3 separate regions of the Mus musculus genome follow, and all the other regions are linked to region 1. The links are chromatin contacts, called in public HiChIP or PLAC-seq and promoter capture Hi-C maps. All regions are on one chromosome and are shown on one strand. The core of a region is the stretch at or near the end of the contact, and the rest is flanking DNA. Distances in the headings are between cores, read along the strand shown.

Region 1 (4,436 bases), core at 1,328-3,827:
GAACCACTGGGAGGGCCAGCAGGGCTCAAAGTCCAGCCTTGCAAGCAAGGTAGGGTTGGGGGGAGACAAGGAAGGTGGAAGGCCCTGCTTCTGCAAGCCGGCCTGGGGGTCAACTTCTGGATCCCCTAAGGGTTACTGTCTCCCACACTAAGCACACCAGCAGGGCTTGCCTCACCAAGGGTGGCCAGGTTAGGCCGGTACCTAGCCCCGCCGCACAGCCCTTGACCCCAGCCAGCTCCTGCTTGGTAATTTATGTTCCTAGGGAAAGCGCCAGCCCGGACCTCTGTAAACTTCACCAGGTCTTTGTATTTTTACAGCCCGGCCCATCTCGTTAAGGAACCGGATTAAGTTTATTGGCCTATCAATTCCCTACCTGTCTCACAAGCTCAAACGCAGAAGCGAGGGGCGGGCGATCCCACCGATCCCGGGCGGCCCGGCTCAGCTTCGGTTCCCGCAGCAGGGTCGTGCCAGGAGGCCACCGTCACTGCCTGAGGCACAGAGAGGGTGTGCGCTCCGCCCCGCCGCCCCTACCCGAGCTCACTGACACCCGACGCAAGAAGTAATATCTTCATCTGAATACACATGCTAATGTGGTCTCCTCGCGGGCCATTCGGCACCCGGGAAGCAGGGCAGTCCTAGCAGGCGCTAAAAGCGCGCGCTGACCTCCCGACCGCCTCTGTCACGCCGCTGAAAGACACGCACATTCAAGTTCCCGGCCCACTTTCATTCATAAAAAAAAAGAAAGAAAGAAAGAAAGAAAGAAAATGACATTGTTCCAGGAGGCTGCAGCCGCTGGAGAGAGGGGCGCGGGGGCGCCGGGAGGGGCACACCGCCATCTGCCTCCTCCCGCTGCGCCCGCCGCACTCGCACCTCCCCGAGAGGCCGCGCCGCCATCAATGCGCGGTTTGTGGCCGCCGAGGTACAAAGGAGCGGCTGTTCGGGCCTCAGCTCGGGTGGGGCGACAACTTACCGAGCGAAAGCCTCCCTTCGCGCGGCCTCCCGCCAGACCGCTGCTCTGCTTTGCCACGCTGCCACCGGGCACAGCCGGGGGCCGCGCGCGTCGCACCTCCGGGCAACCAAGGGACGCAGAGCGGACCGTGGCTCCCTTTCGCATCCTTGGCCTCCGGGCCCCGTTTGAGGGCATTCAAGTGTCCCATCGGACTTTGGTGGCCAGCGGGACTACCTAGGCGGCGCCAAGATCCTGGGACAACCGCCCCTCATCTCCCAGCGTGCGGCCTGAAGGGCAGTCTGTGCGCGCCCCTGGGAACCGACCCCTCAGGCCGCCTACAGGATAAGAGGGGAGCAGCCGCACTGAAGCTGTCACCTTGTCATGCGAAACCCTGAAGCTGAGCTTTGGCTGGGATACTACTATCCACCCCGCAACGTCCAGCCTTCCTTTAGCTGAAGCAGAGGAAGAACTGTTCCGGGAGAACGGCTGAATCAATAACAGGCATTTTTCCTCCTCTCAAATTCGAGAAGCAACAATAGGAATCGTGGGAAGTCAGCTCGCGCGCCTTCCCAACGCCCCTCTGCCTGGGACCACCGTCACGGGCACCGGTCCACGTGACGCCTCGCACTTGGGTGGTGGCTCCCAGCCTACAGACACCCCTATAAACTGCCGCGTCCGAGCTGACAGCGATCTGCGGGGCAGGGGACAAACCTCGGCGCACTAGCCCCTGTGGTGCTAATCAACCCGACGCCCCTTCCTCACCCAAGGGCTGTTCACCATTGCCAAAGCCCCTGTGATTCAGGGCCGGCCCCCAGAAGAACACCTTGGGTCAGTCCTTACCTGCCGCTCTCCGCACAACTCGCTGCTCTGGACCAGGAGGCTCGGAAGTAGCTCCAGCCACGACCGCCACGCAGAACACTAGCACGCAGGCCGGGACTACCATGGCTCCAGAGCGGGGGCCGCGGCGTCCTCAAGCAGCGCGCGCGGGCATGCTGCAACCCCCCACGCCCGGCTCCGGCGCCGGTGGGAGAACGCCTCTGTGGAGACTACAGGAGGAGAGCACTGAGTTACTCCGGAGGGCAGCGGGGAAGCGCGGCCTCGCTCCTGAACCCCGACCCCCGGCCGCCCCGCCCGCCGACTCCTAGCTCTCTCCCGGGCTGCCTGGCGCCGGCCGCCTCCTCCCAGCCGCGGTTCCTCCCTCCTCCTTCCCTCCCTGGTTGCCGCAGAGCCCTCCCAGGACGGAGGCAGTAGCCGCAAACTTTCCAGAGCGGGAAGCCCGCGCCTTGCCCCGGCCTCGCCGCACTTACGAACCGCTCCACTTCCCGCATATCTCACCCCCTGACTGCTTCTGAGCCCGCCCGGAACCTCCGAGTGCCAGCCGAGTCCTTCACACTAACCTGGCGGCCGCTAGAGCCCAACTCACCACGCGCGGCTCCGTCTCTCGGCCCGCTTTTCCAGGGTCTCCTCTGTCCCAGTGGCCGGCCGCCCACCACTGAGTCCCCCCGCCGGAGTGGATCGCACGGCGCCAGCTGCTCCCGCCACCCCCGCTGCCACAGTGCACTGAACTGGGGCTGCCCGGCGCGCAGCAGCCCGGGCGGGGGTTGGGGGGTGCTCCCGCCACGCCCCGAACACTCCCCTTCCCCGGCGGCCAGGGGGCGGGAGATCCGAAGAGGCGTGGTCAGGCGGGGGCGCCGGGCGGTCCCAGAGGGCGTGGGAGCCCAGCTGGGGCGGAGCAGGCGAGGCAAGGGTCGCACGCTCGACCCCTTGAAGCAATGCCGAGCTCAGGACTGTCTACCAGCACGCTTCTCCCTCCAATAAAGCTGTGCTCAAGGGCTCAGAAGGTTGACTTCGGTGGGGGTCTAGGTGTTAGGGCGTCTTCACAGTGAACTGGCCCCCTGAGCTGAATGAACCCTGTGCAAAGAGCACTAAATCCTCAGGTACAAAGCCTGACAGTTCCAGGAAGACAAATACAAATACGTGTGAACAGGTCTTCCAGTGAAGGATGGAGCAGAGTTTACATGATGAAAGACCCAGGGATTGCACCCTAGAAAAGACGGACACGCTGCTGTATTTATCAAACTAACCAGCTGCCTGCATCCTGCTCAGGAACGATGTCCACACTTCCCCAAGAACACACAGGTTTTGGAAGAAACTTACCCAGCCTCTCGGAATAGCGAGAAGAGCTGGGGATACAAAGCAGGGGAGCCTGCCCTACCCTAAGGCTGCCTGAACTCCAACCTATGGATGTCCTAGCACAGCACGCCCATCATGTGGGACACATTCCATCTGGGGAGTGTCACAATGACAGCTGGTCCCTGGAGGATCAGCCTGGTCACCCCATCATGCTGGCAAGCTGTAGGTCCTGCCTGGCAGAACTTCTGTAACAGCAACCACCCTGTGACTGATGGCCTCTCTACCCTCACAAGGCAGGGAACCTTGTCTCACTTTCAGACAAGTTCCACAAGGTCTGATGAAGCCTATGGGAGCCAGATACATGGGGACCTGGCTCAGTGCTTCTGCCCAGTCTGGCTGTATGTGGCTTGAAGAACTTAAAACTGCTCATGGGGGGGGTGGGGGGGGGAATGGCTCGTGGGTTACGAACACCTTTCACTGGCTTACTCATCACCCTTATCTTTCCCAGATAGCTGAGCAGGGAAAGCCCTGGCCCCAGAACCCTCATGCTCTCATCCCTGTGTGTCCACCCTAGAGCTGGGCAGCTCTGCCTACTGTTACTCCTGCTCTGGCCAAGGACCCCTCCCTGCAGACTGGCTAGAATCCAGTCCTGGGTTCCCATGGCACCCCCAGGCAGCTGCCCACAGGTCCTCTCCCAGGATGCCACCCCAGGGGGTCATAGCAGACATTCTCCCCTAATCTATTGGCAGATTAGTTATCAGTAAATGAACCAGAATGTGAGCTCTGACCCCTATTTCCACGCCCTTCGTCTGGAGGATTTATCAGAACCCTCCACACTCTGTAACTGGGAGCTGAGCATCCATCCAAACAGCAATACTTCTTTATTTCTGAGATGACCTCCTTGTTAGAAATACCCAGTCAGGAATCTCAGGCCAGTGTTGGTTGTTCTCTGAACCCCATGGCCCAACAGACCATCTCTCTCAAGCTACCTTGTTTTCCAATGGGCTACACATGCAGGAAAGAGGACTCTAAGCAGGGTACTCCCACTCCTCTGATCCTCCCCCAACCCTGTGGCCTTACACTGGCCAGCTCTTGTAGACCCCTGCTCAACTGCAGCAGTGGGGGGGGGGGAATCAGCCCCCTTCATTAAAAATGAGCTGTGTGGTGTTCACAACTATTCACAACTTGTATTCCTTTTTTTTTTTTTTTTTTTTTTTTGGTTTTTCGAGACAGGGTTTCTCTGTAGCCCTGGCTGTCCTGAAACTCACTTTGTAGACCAGGCAGACCTTGAACTCAGAAATCCGCCTGCCTCTGCCTCCCGAGTGCTGGGATTAAAGGCGTGGGCTACCACGCC
Region 2 (4,436 bases), core at 980-3,479, 95 kb before region 1:
GTTTAGATGCTCTGGCAGTCTCGGAGTTCTGAGACTATCAGAGGAGATACTCTCTTGGAGAGAATTTGGCGGGACTCAAATCCCAGGTGGACCCTGAGTGGAACAGCAACAGCACAGCTAACTTCTCTTTGGTCTCTCCAAGGCTTGTCCCTTCTCTAAAGACTCCACATTCGAGCTGTATTTTCCTGCCTGGAGCCTGGAGTCCTGAAAAAGCTCAGTCTGCTCTTCTGCTGCTCCATGTGTCCACTTGTCTGCCTGCTTCTCCAGGCCTCATGGAACTTTGTAAAAGCTGCTGCCAAAGATAGGCCCAGGCCCCTTCGTCAAAAAAAAAAAAAAAAAAAAAAAAAAAAAAAAAAAAAAAAAAAAAAAAAACCTGAGACCCCCTACTATGCCTAGGGTCCCCTAGGGGCCAGGCTCATTGCTGTTTCCATGGAGATGTGTGCACTCTGACCCCAGTCTTTCTCTGTCCCAGGCCAAATAAAGAGGGCTTCCAAGTGGAAATGCAGCTTGGGCTGCCCCTCCTCCCATGCCCTAGGTGGCCCCGGTCTCCAAAGAGGGGCTTGGGGAAAGGCCCGGAACCAAGGCAGAACCACGAAGGACCTCCTACTCCCAAACTCCCCAGAACCGGTCATTCTGCTTTCCAAACCCAAGAGTGACTTCCCCAGGCCTCCAGCTGAGGTCCCACCCAGGCAAAGGCCACTGGAATTCCCTAGGAATGATCTTGGATTCTTGGGCAGCACTGCAAGGCTTTTCTATTTACCTAGGGTCCCTATCAGATAAAAACTACACAGGACAAAGATGTGGTTAAGAACCCTCTTCTCACAAGCCCTGACTCAGAGGCCTAAGGTATCTGTCACTGGGGTCCAGTTGTTACTTCCAGGTACAAACCACCAGCCCAGAACAGCTATAGACCCCATCTTTCACCAAGGACACTCCCTAGGGTGATAACCCATCAGAGCTCTTGAGACAGCCAACATCCAACACTGGGTATCGTTCAGAAAAACTACACCTTCTTCCAGCTCTTAGGTGAGAGACTACTTTTTGTTCTAATTTTTAAAAAAAGATTTATTTTATTCTTAATAGGTTATAGCGGTACATGCCTTCAACCCCAACATTTGGGAAGCAGGGACAAGCAAGTTTCTGTGAGTTTAAGGCCGGCCTGGTCTTCAGTGCTTGTTCCAGGAGACCCAAGGCTGTCAACATAGAAAAATTCTGTCTTGAGGAAAAAAAAATATTTTATGTGTACGCGTATGGGTATCTATATAAGAGTGCAGGTGCCAGAGGAGGCCGGAGGTTCTGGCATCTAAAGCTGGAGTCATGGGCTGCTCTCAGCCACCTGTTGTGGGTGCGGAGAACTCAACTGAGGTCTTCTGTAAGAGCTATATACAATCTTAACCACTCAGCCATCTCTCTCGCTGTTTATTTTTATTTTTTAATTTTACACATATGACTGCTTTGCCTGCCTGTATGTAATTGTGCCATGTGCATGCCTGGTACCTGCAGAAGTCAGAAGAGGTTGTGTAGAAATAGAGTTAAGATGGTTGAGGACCATCATGTGGGTGCTGGAAATCAAACTCCAGTCCTGTGCAGTCCTCCTTCCTTTTCATTTGCTCACTTGTTTTGTTTGAAGACAGTCTCACTATGTAGCCTAGGCTGGCCTCTAGCGCTCACACATTCCAGGGCTGAGATCACAGATAAGCCCAGCAGGCCTGTCCCCAAAGTCTTCTGTGATACCCTTCTAGTCTTAGCTGGATCCCCGCTCTAGGTGTTCATCTTCAGGTAGTTTTACCTTTGGATTTAGACAGCTGGTTTCCTCATTGTTGGTTTCTTAGACTGCACAACTGAAAGTTAGTGGTTTACAATTGTAAGGATGGAGCTCCAGAACCTGGGTGGGGCTTTCCTGCTGCTTCCCAGCTACCTGGTGGTTACCTACAATCTGCAGCTCCTGTGAACATCATGACCTCTGCTTGTGTTTTCATGCGGCCTTTTCTAGTCTGTCTATCCCTGATTCTGATTTTTCTTCTGATGACTACAGTAGCCTACATCTGCCAGGGCCTTAATTTCCAAGTAAGGTCACAATGACAGGTTCCCTGGTTAATTATTGAAAATACCTTTGAAGGAACACAATTACACAATTCAAACCCATGGTTAGTCAGGATGTTGGGACTCTGTAGAGTTGTGGCCATAATCAGTATTGTTTCTCTAGGCCCCAGAGGAAAGGGTGACAGATAAGGGCCACACCCCGCAAGCTCTAACTCTTGCCTGCCTGTTCTTACTAGAAGAAGGGTCTGGTATGTGCCATCCCAGACACACAAAGTATGCTCACTTTTCTCAAGCACGTGGCCTGAACAGTGTAGGGCACAGACAGGCCAAGCAGCAAACTCCTTCAGTTTGGTTAAGGAATAATGGAGAAAGGCCTATGAGATGTGAGGACACCCACCAAGCCACAAGAACAACTTAAGGATAAGTGGGGACCTTAAGGGAACAGCTCTAGCCGTGCTAATGAATCAGTCTCCTACACAGGTCCCACCACAGGGGTTCCACCGATTTCAGGCATTACCATTTATGGTCTGCTCCACCCATCACCTGGCCACACCCTTTGAGAGAGTGAAGAACAGTTCTTTCAGGTCAAACTGTGTGTGGGCATTCCCCGCGGCCCACTCACTGTTTGATTTTGCAGTGTTGGATTACTTCAAAGAAGGGAGCCTGGGCCTAGCTCCCCTGCTCTGTCCACAGAATTGCCACAAGCTCAAGGATCAAATCAGAGCAGGGCCTGGGACCAGCACTGCCCACTCAGTCTGTTTTGCTTAAGAAATGGAGTTCAGGGCTGGTGACTGCTCTTCTAGAGGTCTTGAGTTCAAATCCCAGCAACCACATGGTGGCTCACAACTATCTGTAATGAGATCTGATGCCCTCTTCTGGGGTGTCTGAAGACAGCTACAGTGTACTTACATAAAATAAATAAATTAATTTAAAAAAAAAAGAAATGGAGTTCAATGCTAAAATAGCACTTCTTTTTTTGTTTGTTTGTTTGTTTGTTTTTGTTTGTTTGTTTGTTTGTTTGAGACAGGGTTTCTCTGTGTAGCCCTGGCTGTCCTGGAACCCACTTTGTAGACCAGGCTGGCCTCAAACTCAGAAATTCGCCGCCTCAGCCTCCCAAGTGCTGGGATCAAAGGTGTGCACCACCGCGCCCAGCTTGCACTTCTTGAGGCAGAGGCAGGCAGATTTTTGAGTTCCAGGCCAGCCTGGTCTACAGAGTGAGTTCCAGGACAGCCAGGGCTACACAGAGAAACCCTGTCTCGAAAAACCAAAAGAAAAGAAAGAAAGAAAGAAAGAAAGAAAGAAAGAAAGAAAGAAAGAAAGAAAGAAAGAAAATGACAGGGAGTTAAAATCCATACTAGCAGAAGGAAGATAACTAAGCCCCTCCTAATCTATGTGCTGTGAGCCACATTTTTCCAGACTAATGAGTAGCTTCAAACATTGAGTCCAAAAATTGAGATGGCTGGCCTGTGGATAGTGATTCAGATCACCCAGCCTGCCCCTCCCCTACCCCATCCAGGGCAGATTCCTGTGTTGCTCTTGTTTGGTTAGTTTCATTTTTGTTGTGTTTTATATTTTATTACATTATATTCAGTGCGAGTGTGCGTGTGTGTGCATGTACACTATGGCGAGCATGAGGAGGAGGTCAGAGGACAAGTAGAAGGAGGCAATCATCCCTTCTATTTGGGTCCCGGGAACTCTGGTGCTCAGGTACCTTTATCCATTGATCTCTCTTGGCCCTTGGTTTGTCTTTTAAGACAGGGTCTCACTATGAAGCCTTGGCTGGTCTGGAACGTACTCAGTAGACCAGGTTAGACTGGAATGCAGAGATCCACGTGCCTCAGTTCCTCAAGTGCTGGGGTTAAAGACTAAGCATCACCACCACCCAGCTCTTCTCTCTTAAATGTGTTTATGGGGATGGAGAGATGGCACAGTGGCTAAGTCACATACTACTCTTGCTGAGGACCTAAGTTCAGTTCCCAACACCCACGTCAGGCAGCTCACGACTGTCTGAAACTTACTGGAGAACCTAACACCTCTGCCTTCAAGGTACAGAGACACACATAAACATAACTGAAAATAATCAAAGTAGCCAGGCAGTGGTGGTATGTTAATCCCAGCCCTCAGGAGACAAAGGTAGACAGTTCACTGTGAGTTCATAGTCTACAGAGTGACTGGGTTATAGGACAGCCAAGGCTACATAGAGAAACATTATCTCAAAACAACAATAAAGATGGAGAATCTTCATGAGCTCAAGGCCAGTATGGTCTACATACTGAGTTCCAGGACAGCCAGGAATAGAGAGAGAGACCTGCCTCAAAATAATAATAATAATATAAAAATTATATTTATTTAGCATGTGTAAGAGTGTGCACACGCGTCACAGAATTCATATG
Region 3 (4,436 bases), core at 1,069-3,568, 92 kb after region 1:
CTGCTTGTAGCAGTTTTTTTTTTAATAGCAAAAGTACAGAAAAATAAGGCTACTGTTGTAAAATATTCAGCATCTTTGGACAGATAGGGTCTTCAAAGACTGTCTCAGACATAGCTGACTGGTGCAGGCGACAGCCATAATGGAGGGTGGCACTGGCCAGCTGGTTTGGCACAGAGATGTCATGCATTTGGGATACCTGTCAGCTCACTATGTCCCCTCTGGTCTGACCAGCTTCATGGGAGGCAGAGGCAATGTCCAGCAGCCTGAGGCCTTTCTTCAGGCCACCTTCCTCATCCTAAGCACTGTGACATCTAGACCCTGTGCTTAAGTGTGGTGGGATATGCTAGAGTCTGGCGGCGATTTGGGCATATTATATCTAGTGGTTGGGATTGCTGAGGTGTGTTGGGGTAAGTAAGCTGTTGTGGACCAAAGTGAGCTAGGGTCTGCTGGGGTGAGTTAAGGTGTGTTCCTCTGGCACCCATTGTTGAAACTGCACCAGCAAACTCATGTACTAGAGTCGTCCGGGCTGTCCCCATGCTTGTAGTAGTATACCACTGAGTAGTGGAGGTTTGGAGTTAGGCCATCACTGTCTTTCCCCTTCACATGGCCCACTGAGGTACACATAACATTCTCAGGGAGATGGAGGCAAGCATTGAGGAGACAGGCTGGTGACATTGCTATTCTTTGTCATGGAGGGAAAATGGCCCCTTGGTGGAGTAGCAGCCTAACTGTGAACCAAGGATGATTTTAATATCTTCCCTTGGCTGGTTACCTTTGGGACATGATAAACACTGATACTGGCACCTGTCCTCAGCATCACCAGTGTGGTTTATGTGGGACTATCAGACATTGGGTGAAATCCCACAGCTGGCTTGCAAGCCATTCTCTGCAATCTGATCTGTGGGAGAGTTTGAAATACTTTCTGGTTTTATGTGAATTCATCAACTCCCTGAAAATTACCCTAAAAGGGCACACACTGAAAGCCTTTAGGAATTACTCAAATACAGCTGAGCTGTGTGGCGTATGTAACTTAATCAGCTGCAGGGCTTGGGAAACACAAGGTGACCGTGGTGATTTGAGAAGGCCACCATTGGTCCAGATCTGCCCAGGGAGAGTGTGGTTGAGGACTGTTCTGGGCAGAGTTCCTCTTAGGCACAGGTGCCTGCCAGATGTCTCAGTCCTTATCTGGCTCCTGCCTGCTGTGATCCAGGTCGCAAGTCCCCTGTCCTCAAGAAACCTGGAGGAGGAAATGAAAGGTCTGTCGCAGGTGATGCAGCAGGTGAGGGCACTCATTCTAGTTGATCTTGGCCTCCCTTGGCTGGGCCTCTGAGCCTGTACAGAACTGGATTTACCAGACCCATAACGTGGTGGCCAGGGCCCAGACTTCTGGTGTGCCCCAGGAATACCCAGTGGCTTTCTAATGTCTTCCTTTTTAGGTCTTATTCCAGATGAGAACTATTCCATTTTCTACATCAAGTAGCTGTACCTAACCCTGCAACATTTTTTAAAATTACTTTTTGTTGTTTGGGAACAAGGTTGTCTAGGGATTACAGGCTTGTGAAATTGCAGCCTATTCCTAGCCAAGTCGGCAGGCGGTTTCATTTTGCTGCGCCTGGCCTCTAGCACCCTGAGAAGTGCTCCACCCCAGTCACACCCACCTGCAGAGCAGCTTTCCTTCACAGCACCGGTACCCAATGCACAAAAGTGCCTTCCAGTCACACGGTAGGTCCAGAAATGAGACTCCCAAAGGGAAGGGTCCTGCCCAAAGGCACATTACCAGCAAAGGACAGGAGAAGCTGGGCATTGGTGGCGCCTGTCTTTAATTCCAGGGCTCGGAAGACAGAGGCAGAAGGATCTCTAGGAGTTCGAAGCCATCCTTGTCTACAGTCCGAGCTTCATACTGAGATTTTGCTATAAAAGAAAGAAAGAAAAAGAAAAAAGGCAGGGAGATGAAGGTGGTCACATCGGACTTTGGAATCCGGGAGCCTATAGGTACCACTACCGGCCTTCGATGCCCCGCGGACACCCGAAGGTTAACGTCACACCCGGCGCGGGCCAGCTCGCACAGGGGGGCGGGGCCAGCAGCGGCGCACGGTACCCGTAGGAGGGAAGTGAGAGGAAACGGGGGCGGGGCGTCACGAGGCCACACCCACAACACGCCGGGCAGTGACGTCGCCCGCCTAGCGGTGCGGCTGAGGGTTGATTGCTTGCGGCGGCTTCCGCGGGCGGGTGCGCGAGCGGACGGCTGACGGCTCGGGGCGGTGGTAGCGGCGCGGCGACCAATGAGGGCGTCCGGAGGGGGCGGGGCGTCGGCTGCGGTTTTGTTCCGCGGTGACTGAGGCTCACCGTCCCCATGCGCGGAGCGCGGCCTGCGCGGCCGGCGCCCTGCCCCAGCTACGGAGCTCGGTGCTCACTCGCCTCGCGGAGAGTGCTCTGCGCCGTCGTTCGCCTGCTCATCGCTAAGAGCTCCAGCCACCGCAACGCCGTGTCCTTGCGCTGCGATCCCGGAGTCTCCGTACGTCGGCCGGCGCCGCGCAGCCGCACGTCGAGAGCCGGGTGCATCGGCACAGCGCGCGGAACACCCTCTAGGGCCAGCCGGCGTCTCAGCACCTTAAGGTCCCCGCGCGCCCCGGGCCCAGCACTGTCCTCGTGTCCCGTGTCCCCGACATCCTAAGGTCCTCGGGGACCCAGCATCTGAAAGAACCCTGGGCCCCAGCTCCCTAGAGTCCCCTGGGCCCCAGCTCCCCGAACTCGTGGCGAGTCCGGGGACCCCTCCAATTAGGCCAGGCCCCAAGCATTCTGTTGTGCGCGCTCCTGCACGCCAGGCGGTAAGGCCTGCCCGCTGCGCCTGGGGCGCGCTGCCACTTGTTGAATCACTTTTCATGTCGACTTTGAGACCTGTTGTCGCCATGCTGAGTCCGTGGGCCCGTGAACCCGCTGTTGTTGAGACTCAGTGATTGTTATTTTGTATTCAGGAAGCAGGAAGTTTGACGAGATATGATGGTCCCTTAAGGGAATCCCAAGAGCAGATCCTCCCCAACGACCTGTGGAAGGTGACTTGGAAGTCTATTCCGAAGCCACTTTCCTGCGTAGACTGAGGGTGTGTAAGTCCCTTTAAGACTTCCTGTGTGGAGGATGGGATGTGCGATGTTCACAATGTATTTTACCGCTCCGAATGCTATTGCCTTTGTACATTAGTCTTAATTACAGATCTGTGATCTATCACTCCAAATTAAAATCACTTTAATTTTTTGCACTTCAAGGTATTTAATCATTAGATATATCTTTAAGTATGAATCTAAGCTTATTCTAACCCTCCAGCCCCACTACTTAAGTTTATAATGATGTTTCAGCTCTGAGAATTTTGAAGATGGACTAGTTTGACTTGAAAGGTGTACTTTAGTTTTTACATTAAGAAATTTGACTTGTGCTCACTGATGCTGCTGCTTCAAATACATATTTGGTCATCTTAGGAAAGTGGGTCTTGGAAGGGAAGTTCAGCATCTCAGAACAAGGTAGGACCGAGGATAGTTTTTCCAAATTCTGAATATTACGCCAAGGTGGAAATTGAAATTGATTAGGAAGAGTAGATGGACTTTGCTGTTTTGGTTAGTGGTTGGTCGTTCTTTCTGATGACTCCTCTGGCACCTGTTCTCCTCTTTACGTCTCTTTGTTTAGTGAGCATAGCAAGCCCGGTCCCTTCTCATGGCCTGATAAATGATTCTGCTTGCTGTCCCTGGAGCTTAGATCTTGGTTCTGGAACTTTTTCCTCTGGTGTGTGAGCTTGTGGCTTGGACTGGAGCCATACCAAGTCACATGGCCTTTCAGATCTTCCCCTAGGTTGGATTTGGCAACCGTAAAAGAGAGAATTTTAGTTGCTACTCTTGAGACAGAAGATGCTGAACAATCCTTTTTTTTTTTTTCCTTTTTAAATTAAAACACTTGTTTCATGGGTGTGGGTGACTGTTTTGCCTGATTGTGTGTCTTCATCACGTGCATGCTTGGTGTCCTTGGAGGAGGGAAGAGAGTGGTGGTCCCATAGGACTGGAGTTACAGGAGTTTATGAGCCATCATGTAGTTCCGAGGGATCTAATACAGTCCTCCGCAAGAGTAGCCAGTGCTCTTAACCAGTGAGCTAACCCTGTAGCCCAAACAATCTTCTTTTCCCTTTCTTTTTCTTTTTCTTTTTCTTTTTCTTTTTCTTTTTCTTTTTCTTTTTCTTTTTCTTTTCCCTTTCTTTTTCTCTTTCTCTTTCTCTTTCTCTTTCTCTTTCTCTTTCTTTTTCTTTTTCTGTTCTTCAGGACATGGTTTCTCTGAGAACCATCTACCCCTGCCTCTGCGGTGCTGGGACTAGAGGTGTGGACCATCACTGCCCAGCTTCCTTTTTTTTAAAAGTAGTTGTACTTCCAACTTCTAGTTATAGAGATTATATAGAC

The links. HiChIP or PLAC-seq counts read pairs in DNA pulled down with a chosen protein or histone mark. Capture Hi-C pulls out chosen DNA fragments and counts their contacts.
Region 2: a contact with region 1 is called in an H3K27ac HiChIP or PLAC-seq map of extraembryonic endoderm stem cells. The contact joins the enhancer-like site here to the promoter of Fgfr3 in region 1. A contact is called at or near these places in 2 of 39 promoter capture datasets (embryonic stem cells and neural stem cells), 1 of 15 datasets of contacts at CTCF or cohesin (CD8 T cells), 9 of 484 Hi-C or Micro-C datasets (the HL-1 cell line, LSK cells, embryonic stem cells and 3 more), 9 of 115 datasets of contacts at active chromatin or transcription factors (the SCID.adh cell line, cardiomyocytes, effector CD8 T cells and 5 more) and 2 of 9 other capture datasets (adipose tissue and pancreatic islet).
Region 3: a promoter capture Hi-C map of pancreatic islet shows a contact between it and region 1. The contact joins the promoter of Fam53a here to the promoter of Fgfr3 in region 1. A contact is called at or near these places in 1 of 15 datasets of contacts at CTCF or cohesin (the NIH/3T3 cell line), 16 of 484 Hi-C or Micro-C datasets (the HL-1 cell line, the HPC-7 cell line, LSK cells and 8 more), 7 of 115 datasets of contacts at active chromatin or transcription factors (embryonic stem cells, fibro-adipogenic progenitors, intestinal villus epithelium and 2 more) and 4 of 9 other capture datasets (adipose tissue, embryonic stem cells, liver and 1 more).

Annotation. Positions count from the first base shown.
Region 1 is chr5:33,719,865-33,724,300 of GRCm38.p6, reverse strand. Fgfr3 (fibroblast growth factor receptor 3) reads right to left here and starts at 2,577. Exons shown (of 18, transcript NM_008010.5): 1 at 2,373-2,577; 2 at 1,790-1,995. The coding sequence starts at 1,892. RefSeq lists enhancers at 2,107-2,165, 1,996-2,372 and promoters at 2,528-2,732, 1,892-2,732.
Region 2 is chr5:33,814,359-33,818,794 of GRCm38.p6, reverse strand. No RefSeq gene overlaps it. Among named protein-coding and RNA genes, the nearest start is that of Gm52782, 9.4 kb to the left of the region's middle. Within about 2 kb of position 2,229, at least 9 of the 459 cell types and tissues checked have an H3K27ac peak or open chromatin away from gene starts, as enhancers often do. A contact at or near this core is called in extraembryonic endoderm stem cells, where this site is marked.
Region 3 is chr5:33,627,517-33,631,952 of GRCm38.p6, reverse strand. It overlaps Fam53a (family with sequence similarity 53, member A), which reads left to right and starts at 2,318. Exons shown (of 6, transcript NM_178390.3): 1 at 2,318-2,616; 2 at 2,976-3,100. It also overlaps Gm9903.